2 separate regions of the Mus musculus genome follow, and region 1 is linked to region 2. Evidence: chromatin contacts called from public promoter capture Hi-C data. All regions are on one chromosome and are shown on one strand. Each heading gives the region's core, a stretch centred on a gene start, on an enhancer-like site or on the middle of the called end of the contact. The rest is flanking DNA. Distances are from core to core; before and after follow the strand shown.

What was found. Promoter capture Hi-C pulls out the DNA fragments that hold promoters and counts their contacts.
Region 1: a promoter capture Hi-C map of pre-B cells shows a contact between it and region 2, with 4 times the contacts expected there. The contact joins the promoter of Bpgm here to the promoter of Mkln1 in region 2. A contact is called at or near these places in 2 of 39 promoter capture datasets (cranial neural crest and pre-B cells).

The regions. Positions count from the first base shown.
Region 1 is chr6:34,475,046-34,477,764 of GRCm38.p6, reverse strand. It overlaps Bpgm (2,3-bisphosphoglycerate mutase), which reads right to left and starts at 1,409. Exons shown (of 3, transcript NM_007563.5): 1 at 1,343-1,409.
Region 2 is chr6:31,397,454-31,400,200 of GRCm38.p6, reverse strand. It overlaps Mkln1 (muskelin 1, intracellular mediator containing kelch motifs), which reads right to left and starts at 1,373. Exons shown (of 18, transcript NM_013791.2): 1 at 1,247-1,373. The coding sequence starts at 1,344. It overlaps Mkln1os (muskelin 1, intracellular mediator containing kelch motifs, opposite strand), which reads left to right and starts at 1,428. Exons shown (of 3, transcript NR_040300.1): 1 at 1,428-1,586.

The DNA of each region.
Region 1 (2,719 bases), core at 160-2,659, 3.1 Mb before region 2:
AGTGAGAGTTTCCTTGTAGACATGATAGTGAAAAATTGTCTAATTATCTTTAATTTTACATAGCCTTTAATAAAGGCATGGGCCTTAGAAATGTAACTTCTGCCTTTTTAAACGATGTGGAAACTGGGCTGGAGAGATGGCTCAGTGGTCAGGAGCACTGGCTGCTCTTCCAGAGGAACTGGGTTCCCTTCCTAGCACCTGCAGGGGGGCTCATAGACATTTGCTCCAGTTCCGGGGGGGGGGGGGTGGTCCATGGACACTAGGCGTACACAGAGTACACATACATACATTCAGGCAAAAAAATCATACACATAAAACAGTCTTGAAAAAAATGTGAAAATTGGGCTGGAGAGATGGCTCAGAGGTTAGGAACACTGCCGGTTCTTCCAGAGGTCCTGAGTTAAATTCCCAGCAACCACATGGTGGCTCACAACCATCTGTAAAGTGATCAGATGTCCTCTTCTGGTGTGTCTGAATACAGCTACAATGTACTTATATACATAAAATAAACAATTCTTTTAAAAAAATGTGAAAATTCAGTTTTACAGACAAACTAACACGACTTTTATTATAGAAACGTTTGTACCTGCTGCTGAAATGTAACCATTTACTTTTTATTTCCTCCCGAAGGCGTCGGAATTCTGTTAGTTAATATTCTAGAACCATTTCCCCCATTCACGGGCTATAAACCCTTCCTAATTTGGGGGGGGGGGCTCCATCCTGCAAAGTCTAATAATAAACTTCATTACAATTTTGCATTTCTTTTGACTTACTGTAGTGAAATACTTGCTCCTACCCCTTAGCACAAAAAGAAATGACACTTTTTGGCCATGATAGTGGTGGTCGGGCGTGCACGCGTGTGTGCTGGGGAGGGGGTAGTGTTCCCCTGAACCCGGAATATGGTTCCTGAGACTCCTGAATATGCAACAACCTCTTTGCCTTCCATGATATTTCCCCCCTTAACTTACACTTTTAGGATCAAGGTCTGCCTTCGCCCTACACCTGCTTCCTTCCAGTGAATCCACTGGCTAAGACAAGTAGCCACACCTGAGCTATCCAGGAGGTAGAGTTTAACTTTGCTAAGCCACCATCACTACAGCTCTGGGTTCACACACCATCACTCCAGCCGACAGAACTCACTGTTCCTGAGAGATGCTCGCTGAGAAAGGGCCAGCTGAGAGCTGGGGTACTCGGGAGGGTCTCGCTTGAAGCGGGCATCAGGTTCCCACCAGATACTAAAGCCGGGCAAGGTAGCAACCGGCCTTCTCACGATAGAACAGCAAGCCACTCATGAAAGAAAAGAAATCCTCACAACTGTAACAATTACAACGAAGCCACTCACCTGCAAGGAAACTACCAGTAGCAGCCGGTCCTCGGTAACGCCGTGCTGCAGACGCCAGTGAGGATTCATCGCTACAGCCGGCATCAACGCTCTTTTGTAGCCTAGAAGCCAAAATGGTCAGAACCGATAGCGCTGGGTATTGGAAGACAGAGTTGTCACTCATTCACGGCCCCGCCCTCTGGCCAGCGACCAGCCGGAGGTTCTTTCCGGTTTCTCAAGTCCCTGGGGTAAGAAGGGAAGCTATGATTGGTTTAATGAGGAAACAGACGCACGGATAGACCAATAAGATGGTAGTTTCGGACATAGGCAGGCGGGCTTTAGTCGTAGAGACCCAAACCCCTGAGCATCGCCGGGGCAATGTTTGTGGGCTGCTAGCTTTGCCGTCCAGAGACCTGTTTGAAGTTCTCGAAATTGAAACACACCTGCTGTGAAAAGCGGGTCAGCAGATGAAGGGATACTTCTTCTAGTTAACGGAAAATTTCAGGTCCTACCTAGGCTGAACCCGGTAGATCCTCACGAAAGCTTGTTTGGCACGCCTGTGCGTCGAAAACAGAGATTAAAATGAAAACCTTTAAAGTGTCCTATTTACAGATAGTCGCTCATTCTTACTTTCTCCTAACATTATGAAGAGAAGAGAAGCGAATAATAGGATATCCTAAAAGTACAAGAAGGGCGAAGAGGTTAGAAAAGTAGAAAATGGTACACTACAGTTTCTGAAATTAAACCTATGAAAATGCCAGCTTGTCACTCGGGTCTGGTACCAGAGCTGGAAGCTACTAAGCAGGCTTGAACTACCACACAAGGTCTGAAACGTGTGTCAAAACGTGAATGAGAAAGATAAGAAATGTTATGTGTGCCTGAGCAGACGGGAAAATTCCCCTTCTTGGTTTCTGAAAGCTGTTCCACTTAGTGTCTTCTGAACTCACCTAGTTAATTCTATAAACAAGTCCAATAAGTTTGTGACCAGCTAATGGGTGCTCAGATCAGTTATTTAGGATGAAAATCTTGACACACCATGAACTGGTGTCATGATGGCCTGCTTGTAGCAAGCTGTATGTCCCATTTATGCATTTTAGCTCATGATAGTTGCAGCTACCCCTTTCTGAGAGAGCGTCTCTCAAGGACAGTGAGTTCTGTCGGCTGGAGTGATGGTGTGTGAACCCAGTGCTGTAGTGATGGTGGCTTAGCAAAGTTAAACTCTACCTCCTGGATGGCTCAGGTGTGGCTACTTGTCTTAGCCAGTGGATTCTCAGGTCAGAACAGCTGGAGAAGGAATCTGCCCAATCGTACACACCTGCCAACCTGTTCTTCCTCTTCTTCATGAGGGCAGATGGACCAGAAAACATTTCCGCTGCCCTGTAGTATCAAAGCTTTCTC
Region 2 (2,747 bases), core at 124-2,623:
TGTAAGTTATCTAACCAAAGACCTGGGGGTGGAAAAAGTCATTCGAGGTAGTTAGTGACACACCACCAACTCTCTAACCTAGACACAAAAAAAAATGTTATCTTCAGATTCAAAGGAGTCAGTCAAAACAAACAACCTTAAAAAGGCCTCCAAAACAAACAACCACACACACACCTCCAAAAGAAAAAACTACCAAAAAAAAACAAAAACAAAAAACAAAAAAACAGAGGTTTACAGAATGAACAGCCACAAGTCCACTTCAAATGAAGGTCGGTGCTTATCCAGCTCACCCTCAAATTAAAAGCTGGGTTCCAATATCAATCAGAGATGTGGCCATGTACCAGCTATCAACAGGCCACAACCGGCCAGATCAGACCACAGGTCAGCCTTCATTGGGCGGGAGCTACAAGGCTTCAGTGCCAACCCTTGACCTGGTGACTAGGAGGAGGGCAGGTGGGCAGTCCGCGGAGGCTGACTCTTCACCCGCAGCTTCAACTTCCAGAGTCCTGACCGACTGGACTCGAGAAATCCAATCTGAACAAACGGGAGGAATTTTAAAAATACGAATGGAACACACTCCCTGTTCAGGACACTCCGGAGATGTAGCAATTTTATTCGAATAGCAACGGAAAACTGCACCCGTTCCTCGTTGTGTTCCTAAGGCCATTTCTGCTGACTTGGTGGTGCCCTCGGGCAAGCCGCACGCCCCCAGACCTGCCCTCCTTCCCTATCTTTTTCAGAACTTCCAGCCCCCCCCCCCGTCCAAAAAAAGCCAAGACACCCCTCTGCCAGTCCTCCAAGTTCTCGCCAGGGTGCGGATGGACTCCCCAACTTCTCTCGCCACTCGTGCAGAGCTAAGCACTTTTACTGCGGGCTCAGGAACTCCGGCGCTGTCCGAGCCGTCCGGGAAGGACCGGGCCCCCGTCGTCGCCCTGACCACCTCCGACGGCGGGGGAGGCTCGCCCGCGGCCCGGGCCCGGAGCCCCGCTCCGCTCCGCCTCACCTCCCGCTGCGCAAGCCCGCCTCGCCGCCGCCACCCGGAGCTCGCTCCCGGGCCCTCAGCCCGGCCTCGGCCCGCCAGGCCGGAGCACTCGGCCGCCGCACTGAGAAGCTCCGGAGGCCGCGCGTTCCCCGTCACAGGCCCCGCCTGGGCCTCTCTCGGCTCCGCTCCCCACACCGCACGCTCTGGCGGGCCGCGCTCTCACCGAGCGGCTCCGACAGCTCGAGCGCGGGGCCCCGCACTTACTCGGGAAGGTAGGTGGAGGAGAAGGAGCTCCACTTATGCAGCGCGTAGGGCAGAAGCCGGCACTCCGGCGCCACAGCAACAGCCCCGCCAGCCGCCATCTTGTCAGCACCGTAGCGGCCACCACCGAGCGCCAGCCCCGCCAGGAGGAGGGCGGGGACGGGGCCTGCTCTTAAAGGGGCCGCGCCGGGAACCCGACCGCGCAGGGCCGGCACTGGCTGCTTGGAGGCCGCTTCCTCGGGTTTCCCACGCTGTCCTTTCCTAGCTGACCCTCCCAGGGAGGCTTTCCTTTCCTGTGAGGCTGGCAGAGGAGTGGCACAGAGGACTTTTCATACAAGCTCAGGTAAAGACAAAGCCAAGGACATTTTGAAAAAAAAAAAAAAAAGAAAGAAACGTCTCCTAGAATAGGAAGGGAAAATTCGATGAGCTTGGGAAGGGAATATCTTTCCATCTTTCCTACTTTGGAAACCACTGCTCTAGCCTGTTTATAAATCCTCTCCGGAAACAGAGGTGAGGAGAATTGAAGTGCAATAATAACGTATGGCCTTTGTCTCTGCAGTTGACCTGGGGTAAAAATGTCCTTGTCACCGTGTTCAAGGGTCAGGTGGAGGCAAGATAAAGGAACAGCTAGTGTGTTCTGCTATCAGTCTGTAAACATTTCTTGTCGGCCTCTCTTACTAATATTCTGATGGCATCGTTGTACCCAGAAATGACATTCGCCCACATACCAGGAAGATGCTCAGAGTTGGAAAGTTGTGTGCCATCATTTGTCTCCGGCATTAAATCTGCTTGCTTTGAATTTTAACATAAATTTAGCCCAAATGTTTGGAAAGAGAGAGATGTTTGAGAAAAGATCGCGTCTTCTTCAGAAGGAATAATGAGTACACCCCACCCACCTCCAACATACATACTGTTCATGAAGCCTGACAGCAGGCATCATTCCAGCTTTTTATCACAAAAGGAACATCTGGCCTAAATAGGTGGCAAAGTTAGATAATGCTCCTGTCTAGTACCTGTTTGTCAGGGTTATAAATATGCCCTTGCTTACCTAGCGGCATCACCCAAAATCGTGTCACTCCCTGCCTAAGAGGTTGGACTCCTGGAAGTTTGGATTGCATCATTGTGTCAACCAGAGGATATTAAAAACTCAAGCAAAGAGTATCTCAATAAATGATCCAATAGTTTTACTCTTTTTGATTATGATCGTTAACCGGCCCATCAAATCTCTCCAATTCTTTATTGGCTTCGTTTCCATTGGTGAAATTTTAGCAGTAGCCTCTACTATGATACCACTAGCAATGTCAGCTAGACCACAAGTATACTCAGTGTTTAAGACTTTGTTGGGAATGAGTATGAGCCCTGAGGTAATGACCCCTGAGGTATTGACCCCTGAGGTAATGACCCCTGAGGTAATGACCCCTGAGGTAATGCTCTAACCCCACTGACTTCAGTTAGATAACTGCCTACCATGGAGGAAGTTAGTTACAGAGAAATTATCTTGGAG